Regions from separate parts of the Hordeum vulgare genome. Here region 1 is linked to region 2. Evidence: chromatin contacts called from public Hi-C data. All regions are on one chromosome and are shown on one strand. Each heading gives the region's core, a stretch centred on a gene start, on an enhancer-like site or on the middle of the called end of the contact. The rest is flanking DNA. Distances are from core to core; before and after follow the strand shown. Region 1 holds the start of LOC123452834. Region 2 holds the start of LOC123395280 (bifunctional epoxide hydrolase 2).

Region 1 (3,578 bases), core at 217-2,716, 170 kb before region 2:
CAGGTGCTTGTGCCCGCCCAACCTGCGCCATGCGCAATGTCTCCCCAACCTCTGAATTCCGCTCCATCACCTCCAACTTCTTGGCCCTTTTATGCCTCACCAGACACAGAAGAACTGAAGATAACAGCCCCAATGCTATGGCGCCCCCAACCACGGCAACGGCAACCTTCCAAGCCTGCGAGTCCCCCTTCGTGCGACCTCCGGCAGCCGGTATCGGCGGGGCAATTGCGCCGGGTGGCAATGGAGCCGGAGCACCCTCACTGGAGTTCACCACTATCGAGAAGTGCCCTTGGCGATACGTAGCACACACGTTGCCTGCCTCTGGGCCCCGGAACTGCGGCACACCGTCCAAGTCAAACCACACACACCGTGGTGCTGGGCCGCCTGACGGCGCCGCCATGGCATTGCTGAAATTTACAAGAATCGGGCTTCCTGAGGCGACGATGTTCAGCTCCGGCAACCCCACTGCCGAAAGGTTGACAGCATCATAGGCCAGCAGCCCAAGCACCGGCGAGAGGTAGGTGTGTCCGGGGGGAGGCGGGTAGTAGTGCTGCGACCAATTGCCCAGGTCGTGGTACACGAGCACCATCCTCTCCACGCGCCGCTGCGCGATGACGCCGGTGGGCAGGCCGAACTGGAAGTACTGGGACAAACCTTTCCTCCGGAGGCTGCCGCTGCGCAGGCGGAGCGCGGACACCGAGACGCCAGCGAGGTTGCCGGGGACGGTGGCATTGTAGACAATGCCGGTGCGCGGCCGGACGAGGGCCCGGTACGCGTACTCCTGCAGCATTGCGTCCAGGGCCCTCGCCGGCTGCTGCGCCGCAACCGGAGAAGAGCGCAAGAACAGCAGTTGGAGGAGGCAGACGCATACGAGGAAATCCATGGGCACCACGGCTCCGCCAGGATTTCAAGAGTGGTGAGAAAGCCGGCAGGGCGGGAGGCAAGCTCGAGAAGAAGAGTCAGGAGGATCCGCTCGTCATCCACTAACGCGGCAAAGATTGGCGCGCGTACGAGAATTACCACCTCCGCCTCTTAACTCGGGGGAACAAGGACGAGATTCGGGGCGGGGAACCTTGGGATTCTCCACAAGGACGCGCATTTACTGCACCCACCCCGCACGGGCGGGCCAGCTCTCTACGGAGCAATCTCGAGCGCAGAGCAATGGAGATGGAAGCTACGACGGGACAAAGACAGGACTTGAAAACAAGATTGGATTGTTTAAATATACTAGTACCTATTTTTTTACCCCCGAGAGAGTAAGAACAGGCTCTGGAATTGGTAGGGAATGAGCAGCGAATCAATCTCGGAGGAATCAGAGCGGAGAGACCGGTGGCCACGGGATTTGGGACGATTGCAACGCGGGGGAGCAGGAGGGGAAGAGGGTTTGGGGATTGAGATCGAAAGGAGAAGAGAACGGGGGAGTGAAGTGGAGGAGCGGAGAGAATTCTTGGTGAGGGTCATAGTGGGAATTTACAAAAAAAATTAGAGGTTTAGTGGGAATTAAAGACGCGAGGCATACAGCTGTCACGGCACGGGAAGTTACCCTTCTGCCCCTACGAGGCTGAGCTGCGTGTAGCGCACTGTCTCCGCTGGCTGATGTGCTTGTCCATGTCCAGGGTGTCCTCTTCCGTAACGTTTGGATTATTCTGAGGGGCTTTCTTCAGTTTGTTGCATGTAAAACATGCTCTCCTGCTGTAAAGGAGAGGCATCGGTTCCATCACAAGGTCAATGGCAGGTGGGGCCCACCATCCAGTCACAACCTGCCACCATAAAAATAGTAAAAGGGAAACTTTAGGGCCGGGGAGCCAGCCGAACCCTCAGTCGATCGCGTGCGAGCCTTACCATCATTTTTCATGACGCGTCACGAAAGTTTTTTTTTTTTTGAGAAACGGAAGCGCTTCTTAAATCGTTTTCTCCACGTGCATCACGAGAGCGCTCCTCGAATCGTTTTTTCCACGTACACCTTCTTCTTCTTCTTCCCTACAACTCCGCAACTGCTCCTTTTCTCCTATCTTCGCCGTCACACGTAGCGGGCCGCCATGACGTGCCCTTGCTGATAGGGCAAGCCACGACGGGGGCGAAGAAGACAACATGACACACAAGTCACGACGGGAAGAGTTGCAAGAGGACGTGTGCGACGTTAGTGACCATCGGTGACGCGCAACCAGCCATGGTGAGCGACCAACCATGGCGTGCGACAATGGAAATATTGTTGGAACCATTCATTTCTAAAGCCGAGGGCTGTTACATCCGACGGCGAGGGATCTTACAACCGACAATTTTTTTGTTAGAACCAATTACATGATTTGGTCACTGATTTTTTTTATTTGCTGCAAATAGTGTTTTGATTTGCTATTACTAGTGTTTTCATTTGCTACTACCGGCGACAACCTTTTTTTGCGACATAATTGGTGAAGATGATGCAACCTTGATGACGGGTGAAAAACGTTTTTTTGCTGCAAACCATGATGTTTTTTGCTACCACCAGCTGCAGGGGGAGATCTCCATAATATAAATCATCAATGTGCATTTGCAGTCCAAAGCAAATTCCTCAATCATGCACATCTTGAGGGGAGTTTCTCCATATCTTGCAATCAAATTCCTCAAACTCTCTACTTACACTTCATATTTTTATTTCTGTTGAAAACTTAACATATTTGTCATCAACCACCAAAAAGGGGGAGATTGTAAGTGCATCTAGTGTCCCTTAGTGATTTTGGTGGATTGAAGACTTACAGGTTAAGAGACCGATATGTTTGTGAGTGTATACATGCTCTATAAGTCGCTGAGGAGTTTGAGTTATTCGAAGAATATCGACCCCTAAAACTGTATGTCTTCGGGTGAAGACTTTGGTCTTTCCTTGAAGACTTTGATAGCGAACACATTGCTATTCCTCATGAAGACACTGAAGATGAGGAATTCGGTGTGTCCAGAAGAAAATGCTCTGAAGACTTTGAAGCTTGAATATTTACTCTTTTTGTTTCATTTTCTTCATTCTTGAGTCATAGGAACACCATACTATTAAAGGGGGTCAAGGTAATACTAAGGAAAGATTTCCTCATGATGCTCAACTCAAACCTACACATACCAAATCCTTCAAGTGAGGAACATGAGAGACATGAGGACTTTCACAGTTGAAAGTTCCGATCGTTGCCGCGTTGCGCGCCACCTGTCCCCAATCCTATCGACACAACGGTCATATCATTGTGGGCAATAATGTCATATCATGTCGGGATGCTCCCAGGTTATAAATAGCCACCCCACAACCACTAGTTGGCTGGCTGCTTCGAGAGAAATTGATACTTGTCATATAAAGCAACCCAATTCCTCGAGGACTTTGAGCAAAAATCATCAAGTGAGGAAAAACTCCAAACACCCAAACCAAAACCCAAAACCCAAAGTGATTGAGCACCACTGAAGAGATTGTTCCTGTATGGAACCGACACTTGTTACCTTTTGTTAGAGCATATATCTCCATATGTGGTTTTGGTAATTGATGACAATTCCTATGGACTAATGGTTGCCTTAAGTTATACTTATAGGATTTGTCCATAGGCACTTCTTGAAGTCCATCTGTT
Region 2 (3,884 bases), core at 89-2,588:
AGGTAGGAAGAACAATGAGCTCCACGAAGACACCTCCAAGAAGGAAGACGACATCCATAAATATCATTACCGTCGGCATCGACGAGGTCGATGCAGGATTTTCATCCGGAGCCAAGTCTTCCACCAATCATCCAGGATCCGAGACCTACCCAGCGCCACCGAGCAGGATGGGGCCAAGCACACACTACCAGGCACGTAATCATAGCCGCCGCACGCAGAACTAGGCGAGCACACACCAATCTGACCGGTCAGCACCGCCGCTTGCATGACCTGGGCGAACCAAGTCGGCTTCGGCCATCCTCAGGCTCCGTGCGCAGATGTGGGTGAGAATTCGCACCGCGACGCTTCAGAAAAGACCGGAGAAGAACCAAAACCGACTCGCCCGCACCGCCGAGTGCCCAAACAGAGCGAAAAACCACGTCAAAGCCAACATGCTCACACCACCGCGCGCTAGGACTGGACCTTTGTGTTGGATCTGGTCTGCCCGACCCTCCCCAAGCACCAACAGACTGGACGGCGCCCCTGCTCCATGAGCTGGACGTGCACACGCATGAAGGGGGGAGCCCACCAGCATCCACCGCCACAACCAGTACTCCAACCATCATCCAGGCGCCACCAGCCGACGAGATTTGACGCGTCCGTCGGGAGCCCCTGACCGCCGTGGCGCCAACCTCCTCCCGCGCCACCACCCAGCAGATCCGCGCAGGGGCGCTGACCACGCGCATCCCGCATCCCGCGCGCTGCAAAGCCGCTCCGAGAGTAGTGCGTGGGCGCCATGCACAGACGCCATCTCCGACAAGCCGCCCGCTGCGCGCCTATGGTCACCATCGCGCCCACCTGCCACAACCCCGCAACCTCCAACACGCGATCACCGCGCCCAGGCGCGCACCAATTCCAACCCGCTGCGTTAGCCGGCTCGAGCTCTCCGCGCCATCCCACGCTTCTCCTTGGTCGGGCAGCCCCGCACAACCCATGCCTCGCGAGAGGGACGAACGAAGTGGCTCGTCGCCGCTGACGCCGCGCAGGCTTTGCCCGGCGGCAGCGAGGGGGGAGGGGAGGACTCGGGAGGGGTGGTTGGCCCGGCCGCTAGGGTTTCGCCCGGGTTGCCCGCCGGGAAAGACACGGGCGCTCTCATAAAAACATTTTCTAAAAATGTACTCTCTTCATCTAAATAATTATAGTTAGAAAAAACTAATTACTGATTTTCGCCGGCTACAATTATTTAGGATCTTCTCATGTATAATCGATGCTCTAAACTCGGTCGGCACAAGAGCCAAATTTTGAAATAGGGGCAACCTACCATAGCATTGACACATCGCTAGCTCGCGGATTACAGCCCCGGCCGTCGTGCCACTGCCGGCGGCCCCCACGCAATCCACGCTAAGCTTTCGCCGACTCCTTCCAGCCAACGATCATCCGCCCGTCGGCTTCCCGCGCCGAGCGGGGCCTGATCAGATGCTGATGCTCATCTCCCTCCGACCCCCGCCGCCCGCCGCCGCACACATTCTCCCCGCCGCCGCCGCCGTCGCCGCGCAGATCCGTCCTCCACTTCTCCGCACTCGCCGCACGGCCGGTCCTCCCCCGCCTTCAGCCGCCGCCGCCGAGTTCCCTGCCGGTAACTTTCTTTTCTTGCATTGGGAGTGAAAGATTTCACATTACCATAGGAGATGCTTCAAATTGGTGCTCTGAAAAAAGAGGTTGTGGTGTTCTTCTTGTTGGAGCAAAAAATTGGGATCATTGCGCTAGAAAGTGGTTCGAAATTGCGAATATCATTTTTTCCCCTCCGAGTGGCTGAACTTTCCCCAAACACAAGCACGCACTAAACCCCCGAAGCAAATGCAGGATCGGTTCCGGACAGCGGTACGCAGATGCCGCCGCGCCGCCGCCGGCTCGTGGCCGGCATCGACCAGGACGACCTCCTCGACCCTGACGCGCTCGCGGATCCTGACAGCAGCTTCTACGAGATCAACGGCGTCAGGGTCCACCACAAGGTCTGCGCCCATGACGAGGACGAGGATTCCGGCGACCAGTCCTCGGGCTCCGAGGTCGCCAGGAGTCAGGTCGGGCTGCCCATAGTGCTGCTGCACGGTTTCGGGGCGTCGGTGTTCTCCTGGAGCCGCGTCATGCGGCCACTCGCCCGCATCGCCGGCGCCAAGGTTCTCGCCTTCGACCGGCCGGCGTTTGGCCTCACCTCCCGGGCCAGATGGTCTGGCGATGACACCAAGCCTCTCAACCCTTACTCCATGGCCTTCTCGGCCATGGCCACACTGGCATTCATAGACCAACTCGGTGCTGGGAAGGCCGTCCTTGTTGGGTACAGATGCAGACTCTGCACTGCATTTTCCGTATCACTGCATCGCTAGTTTGTTTGATGAGGGACACTGAGATTAACGTTCCGGTTTGGATCATCCCAGGCACTCTGCCGGCTGCCTCGTTGCAGTGGAGGCGTACTTCGAGGCACCCGAGCGGGTGGCAGCGCTAGTGCTGGTTGCACCGGCGATTTTCGCGCCGGGTTTCGGGAGGAAGGGTGAGAAAGAAAACAGCGTAGGGGAGCAAGAAGGGGCAGACAAGAAGGATTCTGATGATAACAATGCAACACCAAATCCATTTGCTAGGATATGGAGAGGGTTTCTTGGCATGTGTATGTGGCTTGCAGGGCCTGTTCTGAAGTTGGCCATGGCAGTACAGGATACGGTCAGAGCTTTGTCTCGTAAGCTTCTTGTGGCTTTTCTACGATCTTCACTGGCAGCGAGCCTGGTACGTTGCTCTTTCCTGGCTCACCACTAACTAAAACACCAAATTTAGGGCCCTGAAAAACCCACCAAATTTAGAATTTACTCCCCCCGTTCCTAAATTCTTGCCGTGGTTTTAGTTCAAATTCTTAAATAGTCAAAATAGAGATACTTCTAGTTCCTGCAACTTTTGTGGTTCCATTCCTTTTCATAGGTGAGATTTATCATGGATAAATTCGGCGTAACGGGCGTTCGTAATGCATGGTATGACCCAAGCAAAGTAACTGATCATGTCATTCAAGGCTACACCAAGGTGAGTTCTCTGTAGGAAAATACACCAAGTGAGAAAGACCTACTCATACTCATATTGTTGTTCAAGGAATTTCTTTCAGCCACTAAGATCCAAGGGATGGGAGACAGCTCTCTTGGAGTACACTATATCCATGATCACAGATTCTTCACCAAAGTCAAGAGTGCCAGTCTCGAAGAGGCTCTCTGAGATCTCATGCCCAGGTTCAACTCTATGTTTCTTCTAATGGGCATCTTATCCTTATCTATGTACTCCCTCCGTTTCGAAATATAAGACCTTTTAAAAATTTGACTATAGACTACATACGGAGTAAAATGAGTGAATCTACACTCTAAAATATGACTACATACATCCGTATGTAGTATATAGTGAAATCTCTACAATGTCTTATACTCCCTCCGTCCCAAAATAAGTGTCTCAACTTTGTACTAGCTCTAGTATAAATTTGTACTAAGCTTGAGACAGTTATTTTGGGACGGAGGGAGTATTTAGGAACGGAGGGAGTATAATTCAGTGCTACTGCTGGACTTAATATGTGCACTGATTTATCATTATCAGTCCCTAGAAATTTCAGATTAAGTTTTGAATACTCTTAATACATTGGTTCGTATAACAATGTTTTCTTTACCAGAATATACGGAAAAGATGTTATTTCTGAATAGTTTTCATTGTCTTATCATTGCAGTGCTAGTGGTGACCGGCGACACAGACCGTCTTGTTCCAGCTTCGAATGCTGAACGCCTAGCACGTGCAATTCCTGGCGCGACATTTGAGGTGATCAAGAATTGTGGGCACTTGCCCCAGGAGGAACGAGCTCAAGAATTCCTTTCAGTCGTCGAACA

What was found. Hi-C and Micro-C count contacts between places; a contact is called where the count stands out from the background.
Region 1: a Hi-C map of leaf shows a contact between it and region 2, with 5 times the contacts expected there. The contact joins the promoter of LOC123452834 here to the promoter of LOC123395280 in region 2. A contact is called at or near these places in 5 of 6 Hi-C or Micro-C datasets (leaf and seedling) and 1 of 1 datasets of contacts at active chromatin or transcription factors (embryo).

Annotation. Positions count from the first base shown.
Region 1 is chr5H:321,535,625-321,539,202 of MorexV3_pseudomolecules_assembly, reverse strand. It overlaps LOC123452834, which reads right to left and starts at 1,466. Exons shown (of 1, transcript XM_045129557.1): 1 at 1-1,466. The coding sequence starts at 883.
Region 2 is chr5H:321,368,539-321,372,422 of MorexV3_pseudomolecules_assembly, reverse strand. It overlaps LOC123395280 (bifunctional epoxide hydrolase 2), which reads left to right and starts at 1,338. Exons shown (of 6, transcript XM_045090256.1): 1 at 1,338-1,615; 2 at 1,843-2,314; 3 at 2,415-2,757; 4 at 2,947-3,045; 5 at 3,125-3,245; 6 at 3,728-3,884. The coding sequence starts at 1,456.